Regions from separate parts of the Mus musculus genome. Here all the other regions are linked to region 1. A link is a contact called in public HiChIP or PLAC-seq and promoter capture Hi-C data. All regions are on one chromosome and are shown on one strand. The core of a region is the stretch at or near the end of the contact, and the rest is flanking DNA. Distances in the headings are between cores, read along the strand shown.

Evidence for each region. Promoter capture Hi-C pulls out the DNA fragments that hold promoters and counts their contacts. HiChIP or PLAC-seq counts read pairs in DNA pulled down with a chosen protein or histone mark.
Region 2: a promoter capture Hi-C map of liver shows a contact between it and region 1. The contact joins the enhancer-like site here to the promoter of Asap1 in region 1. A contact is called at or near these places in 15 of 39 promoter capture datasets (the 3T3-L1 cell line, the C10 cell line, the HPC-7 cell line and 11 more), 10 of 484 Hi-C or Micro-C datasets (the AML12 cell line, bone marrow-derived macrophages, cochlea and 5 more), 5 of 115 datasets of contacts at active chromatin or transcription factors (bone marrow-derived macrophages, memory CD8 T cells, neural progenitor cells and 2 more) and 2 of 9 other capture datasets (adipose tissue and liver).
Region 3: a contact with region 1 is called in a FOXA1 HiChIP or PLAC-seq map of pancreatic cancer cells. The contact joins the enhancer-like site here to the promoter of Asap1 in region 1. A contact is called at or near these places in 3 of 39 promoter capture datasets (the 3T3-L1 cell line, hippocampal neurons and pre-B cells), 3 of 484 Hi-C or Micro-C datasets (the N1E-115 cell line, adipose-derived mesenchymal stem cells and uterus), 3 of 115 datasets of contacts at active chromatin or transcription factors (embryonic fibroblasts, neural progenitor cells and pancreatic cancer cells) and 1 of 9 other capture datasets (adipose tissue).

Annotation. Positions count from the first base shown.
Region 1 is chr15:64,380,551-64,384,712 of GRCm38.p6, reverse strand. Asap1 (ArfGAP with SH3 domain, ankyrin repeat and PH domain1) reads left to right here and starts at 1,794. Exons shown (of 31, transcript NM_010026.3): 1 at 1,794-1,996.
Region 2 is chr15:64,151,149-64,155,310 of GRCm38.p6, reverse strand. Asap1 (ArfGAP with SH3 domain, ankyrin repeat and PH domain1) reads left to right here. Exons shown (of 31, transcript NM_010026.3): 12 at 1,459-1,467; 13 at 2,381-2,481. Among named protein-coding and RNA genes, the nearest start is that of Gm20717, 55 kb to the right of the region's middle. Within about 2 kb of position 2,275, at least 42 of the 459 cell types and tissues checked have an H3K27ac peak or open chromatin away from gene starts, as enhancers often do. A contact at or near this core is called in bone marrow-derived macrophages, embryonic stem cells, liver and 1 more, where this site is marked.
Region 3 is chr15:64,541,181-64,545,342 of GRCm38.p6, reverse strand. All of the region lies in intron 1 of Gm30632 (a long non-coding RNA gene), which reads right to left. Among named protein-coding and RNA genes, the nearest start is that of Gm30632, 9.3 kb to the right of the region's middle. Within about 2 kb of position 2,237, at least 46 of the 459 cell types and tissues checked have an H3K27ac peak or open chromatin away from gene starts, as enhancers often do. A contact at or near this core is called in the N1E-115 cell line, adipose tissue and pancreatic cancer cells, where this site is marked.

The sequences.
Region 1 (4,162 bases), core at 545-3,044:
AGCACAGAGGAGGGCATAATTAACTGGTGATGTGCCAAAGAGACTACAGTTATGTCAACTGACAGTCCTAATTGTTCACAGCGTTCATTTCCCAGGACCATTAGCAGAGCCCACTGGAGCTTCTTCCATTACACTGAACACTTCACATCAAGTCTCTGAGTAAAGGATTCAGGGAGCTGAGGGAGAGAGTGAATTGGCATGCTTGGATGACAGATTTGGATTTCTAGTCTTTGCCCCTTATATCCAACATGTGCTGACTGAGGGGCTCCCATGTGCTCGTATGGTTCTTGGCACTGAGAGTGGGAACACAAGAGACAGTCAAGAATTCTGCTGTGATGCAGCTTAGCCATGGGGAAATGTTAAGCAAGCATCCGGAAAGATACAATAGAGACAGGAGCTATGCAGCAACAGGACCAGGGGCAGGATGTTGGGAGAGGTGCGGGTGGTGAGGATGTGGGGGTGTCAGACACAGTGGATCAAACGGTGAACTGTGAGGGCCCGACTTCTGCTCTGTGATTTATCTGCCGACCTCAGTTGGGTAGAGGTTCTTTCCAATAGGATGGTGGCTATGAGGGGCAGGCATTCCAGGTTCTTGGGGCCCAGCTTGGAGCTTTACCTGTGACCTGTAACTACAGAAAGTGTTGAAGAAGAGACATGCCTTTGGGTGCCAAGCACAGGTCTGTTTGTCCTTGGGAGATAGAGCTGGTACCCAAGTTTCAGTTCCCAGCATGGTCATTTCAGTTCTCACTTGCCCACACGCGGTCCTTCCTCTATGTCTTGAGAGTCAGAGGAATCTCAAACACTCAAGTAAAACCACCAAACTGCAGCCTACAGGTAAAGTGTGGCATTTCCTCGGGAAACCACAATGAATCACTCCCCATGGCAGCCCAGACTCCCTGGCTAGTTCTCCTAACCCCCCTGGAGCAGCTCAAGGCTTATTAACGCGCCCTCCCCCCAAGTCTCCCACCCTCAGGTTAAGAACAAAATCTCCAATCTTGTGAGGCCTGGTGAGTTTCTAATTTTACCAGAAAGGGGTCTCTACTACGCAGTGGCTGATCTTTTCTTCTTCAGACAGCAGTTTCTGGAAGACTCAAAGAAAAATAATCACCAGTAATTAGGGAGAAACTGACACCCTTGGGCCAGACCTGCCCCCGAGCTAGGTCCACACAGACATGCAGAACACACAGCCCACAAGTTAGAAGCCTCCCTTCTCTGACATCTCTAGTGTGCAGTAATACCCAAGCACAGATATCATTGATGTCTCCAACATGCCAGTCTAAGCATCTTGTTTTCAAATTAAGTCTACGAACACTCCTTTCTTGATTGGGAAACTAAGCCTCAAGGAAGTATCACTTGCAGGAAAGAGAAAAAGGCCATTTTCCAACCAGGGTTCAGAGCCTGGAATGCTCGAATGCTAGCCAGATCATCTCTGTGCTATCCAAAAGGTTTTGCCTCCAGGCACTGGGTAAGAAGATAGAAATCCACGGAAAGGAACAGGAGAAAGTAGCCTAGGAGAAGACAGTGCAGGATGGGAGAGAGGCCACAGTCTTTTGGTGTCCCAGCTTTAGCAAGCCCCACTTCAAGGCCAAGGTTCTCTGCTGATAAGCCCCACCTCTGCCTTCTGTGGCCAAGAAGGAGGCCCACCCCATGAATCTCCTACACTGCCCTATACTCCTGTGCCCTGAAGTGTGCCCGGCGGGCCAAGGGTTAAACGCGGCGGGAGCCCCCGGAGCGGGGCAGCCGCGGGCCGGGAGTGCTTAGTCAGGATTCCGATTTCCTGCCGAAGTGTTTGGATTTCCTGCAGCCCGCTCCCGCCGCCGCCACCGCCGCCGCCGCCGAGCGGGCTCGAGAGAGCGGCTCCGCGTCGCCGGCCTCCTCCTCCCCCCTCCTCGGCACATGGTCGCCCGCCCCTTCCTGCGCCGCGCTCGGCTCCCGCGCCTCGCCCGGCCTCGCCGCGCCCGCGATGGAATAATGCCCAGCGGCCCGCCCGGTCCCGGTGAGTGGCGAGGCGGCGGGGCGGCGGGAACAGGCGCGGTGGGGCGCTGCACGGCCACCCGCACACCCCCTGTGGGCTCCGGGTGTCCCCGTCCGTCCGCAGAGCACCAGCCGGGGGCGTGCGGGGCGCGCGGCCGGCTCTGCAGGGGTTGGCCGGGCGGCCCGGGGATTCCGCAGCCGCAGCGCCGGAGCGCACGTTCCCCTGCTCCGCGGAGGAGACCCGGGTTGGGGGTGTGCGCCCGGGGCGCAAGGCTCCCCGCTCCGGGAGGAGGCCCGGGCAGACGCCGGGGCGCTCCCGGAGTCCGCTGGGGCGCTTTCTCTGTCCTCCCGGGCACTCTCCCCTCCCATTGGGACTCTCTCCTTCTCCTCTGGGGTGCTCTCCCGGCCCTTGGGGGCGCTTTCCTTCTCCTCGGCACTTTTCCCGGTTCTCCAGGGGCGCTCTCTCCCTGCGCGGCGGGGAGGCGCGGGCATTGGCCGCCGCATTGTCTCGGGCGCAGCGGAGGAAAGTTCCCCTCGGCGCGGGTCCCGGCCTGGACATGGCGCTGCCTGGCAGGCCCCAGACCACTTAAAAGGAAAAGAAACAGGGAATGGGGGGGGGGGGGGGAGTGGTAATTCCCCTTGGGAGCTGAGAAGTGCCTTATGTCTTCTTCCGCTTGTACCATTTTGGAACCTGATGCTTTTTATGAGAGCAACAGTAAGTTTAAACGAGAGCGAGAAAAAAAATAGAAAGAAAGAAACTAGCTGGTATCTGGTTTTCTGCTGTTTAATCCATCCAGAGACATCATCTCACGCCCTCGTAGGGCGGGTTCTTTTTATCAAGGAAAGGCTTAGCCAGGTCTAGACCAAGTTAACTTGACCTTAGCCTTAGCTGTACAGATGCAAAAGACCATTTCCCCCCTTCCATCGACTCCATCAGGTTGTGTTAGCAGGATTGCTTCTGGGATAGCAGTGGTACAGGATTGCTGAGTAATGTTTTGAGATTGTAAAACACAGCATGTAATTCTTAGGCCAGTTTCATGTCTATCCTAGCCTGAGTGGCCAGGTCTTCTTGGCGGGCCGTTGGAAGGCCCCTGTGTAGTGGCCATTGGGAGAGGGGCTTGATGGGGGGTGGGGTGCTATAGAAGAAAAGAATCTCGGAAAACAACTGTTTTCTCTTTTAATGTGGAAGAGATTCAGAAAGATTCTATGGACACAACTACTTGGTGGCCTGGCCAGGAATAGCTTACTTCCAAGCCTCTAAACTCCCTGGCCTGGCCACCCTGATTATGCCAGATTGTGATCTGCCAGCCCTAAACCAGGAGTGTTACTGTGTCTTTCAACTCTCTCCACTTTAGCACCTTCTCCTGTTCTCTTATCTGTTATTGCTGTTGTTTCTGAGCTATGCAGTTATCTCAAAGAACATATTTTGAGATAAGGGGTTTTAAAATTACCCTGTTTAGAAATGCATAATGGTTTTTAGTACTTGTATGGTAATTTTAAAAAATCTAAGAAAGAAAGGAAGAAAGAAAGGAAGAAAGAAAGGAAGAAAGAGAAAAAGAAAAAAGTATTGTCCAACTTCTGTTCACTGACACAAGTGGATTTGGGATTCAGCTTTCAAGTGGATTTGAAGCATACAATTGTAGTTATTATATGGGTGTGTGTGTGTGGGGGGGTGCTTTTCTCTATTCTCTCATTTTGTTTGAAACAGATGAACTCCAAGCCAGCATTGTCTTGACACAGAATGTGCTGTGAGATTTTTTCAGAAGTCTCAATTCTGAATCTTCCTCTCTCTGTGAGCTAGGCAGCCCACCTAGTTCCCTCTTCTTGAAAGCTCAGTGGCTGGCTTTTCCTCTTTAGTATGTGATAATGTTAGAGAGAAAGGACTTTTTCACAAGCTTGCCATTTGGTGAAGGAAATTGAAATTCCTTACACCTCTCCAGCCCTCCACAACCACAGCCAGCTAGATTTTCAAAACCAGTGCAGGCCCTGCAGGCCCAGAGATGAATGTGTGCATTCAGGCTGAGCCCTCCTAGTCCAGACCCTCCTCCCAGCTGGCTGCTCCATGTTGCACCCAGGTGGCTGTGGTCTGGGGGACATGAGAGGCCCCCTGTCCCTGTGCTGTTTGTGGGTTTTCCCAACCAAGGTCTCATTGTGTCAGATGGGATCTTCCTGGGCCCCTTACATTTTC
Region 2 (4,162 bases), core at 1,026-3,525, 230 kb after region 1:
AAAAAAACTTCTACTAAGCAAGCTGAATGGCCATTATTTCTCAATGAAGTAAAAATAATTTATGTACATTTATTAACCTATGAAAGTCATTAATTAGCTAATTTCTGGAATTGTAGAGAAAAAAATACAGATCTGGAAGGATTTATTGGACTACTGTACTGTGCTGACCAAGACCATGGTTGTATTTCAAAGTAAACTCTAGAAGCTGGCAAGGTGGCTCACCTGGTGAAGGTGCTTGCCTCCAGGATTGATGACTGACATTCAGTCCCTGGTACCCATGTGGTAGAGGGAGAGACTGATTCCTGGAATTTACACTCCTCCTCATACACACACACACACACACACACACACACACGAAATACATGCATACATTCATTCATACATACATACATAAGTGAGTACAAAAAAATGTAAACAGAAACATTAGAAAGTAAACATTAAGAAATTTTGTAAGAGATTCCTAGATCTCATTCTACCCCACAACCCTGTTCCAGATAATCTGATTTGTTCAATTTTATGGAAGGAATCTGGCCTGTTGAAAACAAACTTCCTTACAGTAAGGGAGAAGTGACTAATAGGGATGGAGAGATGAGTCAGCAGTTGAAAACTTGCTCCTCTGACAGAGGTCCCAGCTCAGTTGCCAGCACCCATATGGTGGTTCACAACCACCCCTAGCTCCTACTGCAGGGGATCTGATTCCCTCTTCTGAACTCCAGGCATGCACATGGTACACAGAGGCAACACATTCATATAGATAAAATAAATGTTAATAAAATAAAATTATCTTTAGAGTAAAAGAAAGGAAGACAGACAGACAGACAGACAAAAAGAATGTCACTTGTAACCCCTTTCATCAGTCTCAGCCTACTGGGTAAAGCCTTCTGGGAGAGAAGGAGAGGAGTGGTCAGAGTGCAAGCATCCTCTACAAAGCCTTATACATTGGATCCCAAGACTCTGCAAGTACACACTGTTGGACCTAGGAGAATGGCACATGGGTACCTACGTATGTGGGTGCATCCACTAACATGCACACACACATGCACATTTCAATTGGGAAACAAGAATACAGAGGACATCACAATATGTGGCTCTGATATTCTGAGTTTTCAGTTTATTTTGGTTTTACTGAGGCATTGGTTCTGTGTTCCCACATTTTGAATGATGTTACCATTTACTGAGAAATGTACGCCTTATCATCTTCATTGTGTTTATCTCCTCACCACACATGAGCTAAAATATGTAACACTTGATTTGATTGGTATAGAAATATTTTACTGCTTTATCATCCAGATTCTATTATGATCATGGATGTGTTTTTTGGTACATCTTTACAATAATCTTTTCTATGTATATTTTATAAACTGCTTAAGTAATGGCTGACAGAGCTTTTAACACAATTAACTATTTTCAATCTTCTGCCTTTTTTTTTCTTTGTTGCTTTGCCCTTCCTGATCGAAGTCTAGAAGAGTAAGTTAATACATTTGTGAGAATGCGTTGTCCTACTATGTACCTAGAGACTTGTCCTCTTGCTGCAACTCCACTATATGTTTATTTGTTTCATTTGTATTTTACTTCTTGGATTTTCATAGTATGGCCATTGTGTCTTGTCTTTCTGTCCTTAGCGTCCACGGCTAGGTACCAGTGGAGTGCCAAAGTGAAAGCAGGCTTGCTTGTTTCTTTTGCTGGAGTGTGCATGCTTTGTCACATCCTAGACTTTTCACACCGTAGGATGCTGATTTCAGACTAAACTCATCGGCATCAGTCTGTTTTGCAGAGAGCCGTAGGCAGATTGTTCCTTTTGTGGAATGTTTGCATAGTTTACTAACTGGGTAACTCAGGAGGTCCAAACCGCTCCCAAATCCAGGATGGTTTTGGGCATTTCAGTAATCAAAAGGTTTCAGAATTCAGATACTTTAATTATAGATGCTCAGTGTATAGATAGTTACAAGATTTGTATGCTGATTGCCAGTGCCCTGCTCCGAAATCTTTTTAATGAAGATGTCCTTTATTTAGAGGACTCCAGCACACACGTAAAGGAGAATAGGTACAGCCGAGGGAAGACACTGCCAGCTTGCACACTCCCTGCATTCTCTTCCCATTTAGCCCTTCCTGTTGCTTCCTGCTGTGAGTGAACACTGAGCCTAAATCAGAGCCCTGTTTCTTTTGTGTTTGAATCAGTACTAAACTAGACCCGGACCCTGGGCTCTGCCTAGGACTTGGTTTGTGAGTCAGGCAAAATATTGACATGTCCTACTTCTTCTGCTAAAATAAAAGGTAGGCCTGGACAGCTCCCAAAGTCCATAATTCCCCCAGGCACAGGCCAGCAGGCAAAGGCTCAGGGGCAGCACAGCATTTGCCAGTCTGTGCTTCTGTTTTCCAGGACTCTCAGAGCCGGCAAGGTGGGTACAGCATGCATCAGCTCCAGGGCAACAAGGAGTACGGCAGTGAAAAGAAGGGCTTCCTGCTGAAGAAGAGTGATGGGTACGTGTCGAGCCCTGGCAGCCCAGTGTGAGGCAAGCATGCCCAGGCAGTGCTCTCCCTGGGACGGTGTCCAGGCTCTTGTTGCGAAAACATACTTAAAAGCTTTCTGAGCTGGTTCTGCTTAAATAGTTGGCCTAACGTGCTGTCCTTACAAGAAGAACGATTGTTCTGCGTCCAGGTAACACCTCTTGCTTGTGACTTACACTTGTAGAAAGCTGAGAAGGGAGGCTCAGCTCTGCTTTATCATTGTCATATTCTCTCCTTGAGATGGCACCTGGCTGCCCAAACCCCAACCTTTGGGGTAACCTGTGACATTGTCTCTGTCACAACCAATCTATCACATACCTTCCCTTTTCTAATTAAAAATAATAGGCTTCTTGTCATCTCAGCTGCTTCTGCTCAGGGGTGAAGTCTTTTTCATGAGTCCTGTGTAGTTGAACTCTGAGTCTTCTCTGTGAGCACCTGCTCCCTGTGGCCACACCTCTTTCTCATCTATGCATAGCCCGCAGGACTGCACCGACAGTGAGAGAGAGCCCAGACTTCAGCCTGGGTGCTCTAACTTAGCATCAGGCATCTAGCGTTTGTCTTTCAAAATGTCCGTATCTGCCTTTGACCATTCTGGACATACTGAAGACAAAAACTGGCTCAAGCTTGTGCTGTCTTCTTTCTTTCAGTCTGTTCCCCCTTCAAACATTCACTTCACACACACACACACAGAAAACATTCTAGCATCCGAAGCACACGGCTAGATGCTAGAAGATAAAAGCTAAGGCAATATGCCTTTCCTGTCATGCATCCTTGGAAAGAAATGGAGAAAGATAAAGGAGATGGTTCAGTGCAGCATGGCCAAGGCCCTGCCTTCAGTCCGTACCTGAAAGAGAACGCTGGGAAGGAAAGGAGCAGAGGAGAGTTATCTACTCTCAGAGTTGGAAACGAAGGCGGCATATACGTTTTTCATATTCATACATGAGAGATGAGTACTAATCCAGAGTTGCTTTTGATGGCTTCTGGGGAAGAGAGAAATGCTGCACCTCTTTTGCGTGAAGACAGACCCCTTAAGAGTAAGCACTTGTATGTTGCGTGATTTTCATTTTCATGCAAATTGCATTAGTAATTTTTAACCCACTTTTGCAATACTTGTTACTTAAAAACTGTTATAAAAAATGAAAGAACAATTTTAGTTTTTTAAATAACTTTAAAACTTTATGCCTCAAAGGTACTTATAGGAGCCATTGCTTGCTTGTATTTTCTCAGAGTAATCCCAGATACTCTCATGCTACAGATAAAGAGAGTCTCTAAGGGTTACGATACATGAGCAAAACCACCAAGCTTTGCTGGGAGGATGCCAAGTGATGACATGGACTGAAGCCCCACCGATGCTTTCTTATTTGTATGAGGTCACTTTCCCAGGAGCAAGGCAGAGCTGTCAAAAGTGCTCACAAAGGGCAGGCGCATTTGCCCCCACGCATGCAGGGGATGTCTTGGGAGTCTCCTCTTTCCTCTGGTGACCAGGAAGCACCTCATTAGCCACCTCAGCCAAAAAGCTGAGAGCCTTTTAATTTCCTTGGCTTTATTAACCATGTAAGAAGATATGAGAACTTGTTTTATATTGTGTTTCCATAATATATGTGAGTAAGAACAGGTAATGAGTGAAACTTTAAGTACAGTGAGTGAGCCTCGC
Region 3 (4,162 bases), core at 988-3,487, 160 kb before region 1:
AGCAATAGGAACCCTACCTAAGACAACTTCCCTGATTACACCACCTTTAACAAGAGTCCCAATCCAGTAAAACAGCCAGCCACAGGGACTAGAAGATCTCGGTGGATGCTTTAAATTTGAGACTATTGAGATGGGATGGAGGAGATACTGTTTACTAGCTGAGACGAAAGAGAAAAGGATGGTCATGGGACAGTACAGAGCCAGGCATAAGGATGGAGATCTGCTCAGAACAGTGGGAATCTGGTCTATTGAGGAAGCCCCAGACAGACACAAGGTTGCCAAGAGGTGAGGAAAGGAACAGGGAAATGTTCTCTGAGCAGACAGCATAGATCGGTAAGTGGCAGTTTCTGTCTCTGCCCTCAGATGTCTGTACACATTAGACAGCCTTCGTCTGAAGAATGTGTGTTCAGAAAAACATGGCACATCATTTTTATTCTGTTTGAGCATGAATGAATTAAGCTTTAATGGCAACAATTACCATTAAATTGTGACAAAACACTTGACAGACTCAACGTTAGACAGAAAGGGTTTGTTTGGGCTCAGGTTCCGGGTGGAGTCAGGGGTCAGTTTGCGATTGTTGTGAAGCCATGGTGGATGAGGAAGCAGAGAAAGTCAATGCTGGTATTTGGTTGGTTGTCTCCTTTTCTCTTTTATTAGATCGAGGGACCTCTATCCCACAAGATTTTCTTTCTGTAAGTGAAAGAGTATGTCTCACAAATCTCAATCTGGTCCATTGACACAGAATACTAACAACCACAGACACCAACTGTCATTGTGAGAGTTCTGTGAAATAATACAAAAGCACTTAGCTGAGCAGCTGGCTCGACATAGGGTAGCTCTTATTTTTATATTGTATAACTATCCTATTGGTACTATGACAAATTATCACAATAATAATAATAATAATAATAATAATAATAATAATAGTCGCAGCTTAAAGCAATACACATCCATTGTCATATGTTTTACAAACTGGAAGTCTGGAATTCACATTATTGGACTAAAGGTATTAGCAAGATTGCCTTCTTCTGGAGGCTGTGAGCAGATAGAATTGATTTCTTTCCCCTCTGTAGTGTTTAGTATGTGTTTCTTGACTTGTATTCCACCATCTTCAAATCCCAGCACTCCAACCCCTGATCTCACCATCTTTCACCTCCTCCATATCACTCTTAGGAGGATTCTGTGATTACATTATCTGTAATCTACCTACATAATCTGTAAATCTTTAGGCTAATATTTGAAGTCTTTTTACCATCTATGTAAGTAACAGTTGCAGATCTGGTGGTTAGAAAACGAGTGAGGAAGGAGAACCATTATTGATCCAGCCATATAAATTAATAATAATGACAGGCAGGAAGTAGATAATAGAATGAGAAATCTGAGAAGTGCATTGGGAATGAGATTTGGTATGTATTAGGAGGGATAGCTAGTTCTACTTGTGAAGTTGAATTTCTGCCTGCCTGGGTCAATGTTTAAAAACCTCCAGCTAAAGTATTATCATGGCAGTTCCTTGATCCTTAAAAATGCTTCTCTGAGTAGTATGGTATTTGTCTTCCCAACATTATCTCAGCTTTCATACCTCCCTCACAGCCTAGCAGAGGCTTTGAGTGGCACTAGTCCTAGCTTCAGAGTGGGAAGAAAAATCAAGTGGTTATAGGGGTTGACCCAGAAGCAATCATATTAGCCTGAAGGGTCTAATCCAAGATGACAGAGGTAGGTCATGAGAAACCCTATACATGTGATATATGAAAGAAACCAGTCTAATGAGGAAGGCAACAAGCACCATAAAATGCTTCTAATTGTTTTAGTAATAGACCACAAAACTATATCTGAGTCCTGCTTTGGTCTTTTCCATTTTATGCTGCAATTCACTCTTCATTATGAAGCAACTGGGGTTCAGATCTTTCCTCCCTTCACACTTAAATCATCTTGAAGATGAGTAAGATTTCCTACATCTATTTGTAGACAAAGAAACTGGGGTTTAGTAAGAGAACAGACCTGTCAATATTGGAAAACCAGCTAGGAACATGAAAAGAATTCAACCTAGACCTCCGAGATACCATAGGCAGTTTTGGTTCACCAACAATGAATGATGGGTTGGAGCTGCTTAGTTCTTTTGCCCCTTCATTCTGACAGCACTGATGGATATGTGCAAAATATCAGGTGGACACAACTATAAAGAGAGCTGCATAGAGGGTAGAGACCATGTCTGCAACCCCCTCCCAGCATGGTGTATACAGGAGACATAAATCACCCAGAGACTGAGTCACCTCTTATGTAAATATCCTTCTTCCCAGGTTAGCTCTCCTTTGGAGATAATTGCTTGAGAAATATTGTCCCTTGGTTTCTCAGGAAAGCAATCTCAACTGCATTTTAATTCTCTCCAATCAAGATGCTATAATGAAAGCTCAAGAGGAGTAGGAACTAAATTGGCTTTAAAAAAAAAAGAGGGATCTAGTAAGTGCTATGAATTGCTCTAAATCAAATGCTCTGTTGTTTCATTTAATCACCATAACTCTTCGGGTGGTGCCATTATGTTAGATGGTCTCATGGGAAATTGAGGCCCTTCAGACTCAGGTCACTTAGCCTGCGCATGAGTGGATGAGCCCAAATCTGAATCACAGGCATGGATACTGAACACTGCGTACAATTTCCATCGCCTCACATGGCCTTCTCTAAAAATATCACTATGATCATTGTTCCTGGGATATTGCCTAATGCAGTGACCTCAGGAACATCAGGCAGGGCTGTCTAGGCCATCAAACAATAAGAGGAAACATGCCAAAGACACAACAGAGGACAATGAGCAGGCAGTCGATGTGGTGATCAGGTGAATTCACAAGGTAGAAACAAAAGCCCACTGGGTACGAAAGTAACTTGGGAACATCGTGGGGACCAGATGGTTTGATACACACCCCAAGGACAGCTGTGCTCCCAGATTCAGTAATTACCATGTTCTTAAAACAGAGGACAGTCACAAAAAAGACCAATGACTCATGCTTTGAAAAGCATATAAGTTTTTGTCTGGCCCCCCAGAGGCCACCAGGCTTTGACTCGAAAGCAGAAGCTGCTGCTTCTAGAAGTAGCAAGATAGAAAGGGCACCTTGCCACTGAATCTTCCCTCTGCCTCAGCAACGAGCTAGCAGCCCATACCAGAAAATAGTTCTGTAAATCAGCTAAAGTCATCTCATACCAGCTCCCTCAGCAAGTGATAATTATGATATAGGAACTAGAAAGAATGCTTGGTCATCTGGTTCCCTGCCTCCCTCCTCGGGTGAATGAGAAGCTGGCATGTATAAAATACTCAAAGGTATCATTAATGATAAAGTCTGCCATATGAGGTTGTTGCTGCCGGGTAAAAAGCCTAACAGCCCCCAGGGTCTCAAGAGACACTCAGTTCCTTAGCTACAGGGGAATAGCCAGATTATTCAGGACGGGAAAAAAAGAAAAAAGAAATTCCATCTTGGAGGATGTATACAGATCCAGAAATAAGACAAGGCAGAAGAGGGCCTCTAGCTTGGGGTGGACAGAGCTCTGGGACACAAACAGTGAATAAGAGAATGGGAAATAGACAGCAAAAGCCATGCTGGGACTAAAACAATATCTGAGCTTCATACATAAATGTATGAACAAGGTGGTAATGTTTTCAGAATGGATTTTCCAAGGCAATAGAAGATATATGACGGGCGTGGTAGGTAGTGAATGATGACAATGTTGGTAGTTGCCATGGTGAGCTGCTGCTCCTGCTGCTGCCACTGCTACTGCTGGAGAGAGTATATGATGGTCATATAGCAGAAGTGTCTAGGATGGTCTGAGTGGTCGTGAAGGGATGGAATGGATGGCTGTGCCAGTAAAAACAGACATATATGTCCTGGTACTGGCTGATAAATGACTGGAGATCCTGATATGTGTGAGGAGGCTGAGATGATGCTGATGGGAAGTTTTGGTGATTAGGATGATGATGTAGCAGTCGTCATAGAGGGGCAATAAATGCAACAACCAATGTGAAATTAGACTTAGCTAAGTGTCCATCATTCTTTCTGGCCTCTTATTCCACAAGAAAATCTGGGTGCTATAGCCAACTAATTCAGTGTTTTAAATTTGCCTAAGTTGTAATTTTAAACTCTTCTCTCCTGGTCAGAGAGGTGGAGAGAAGAACAAA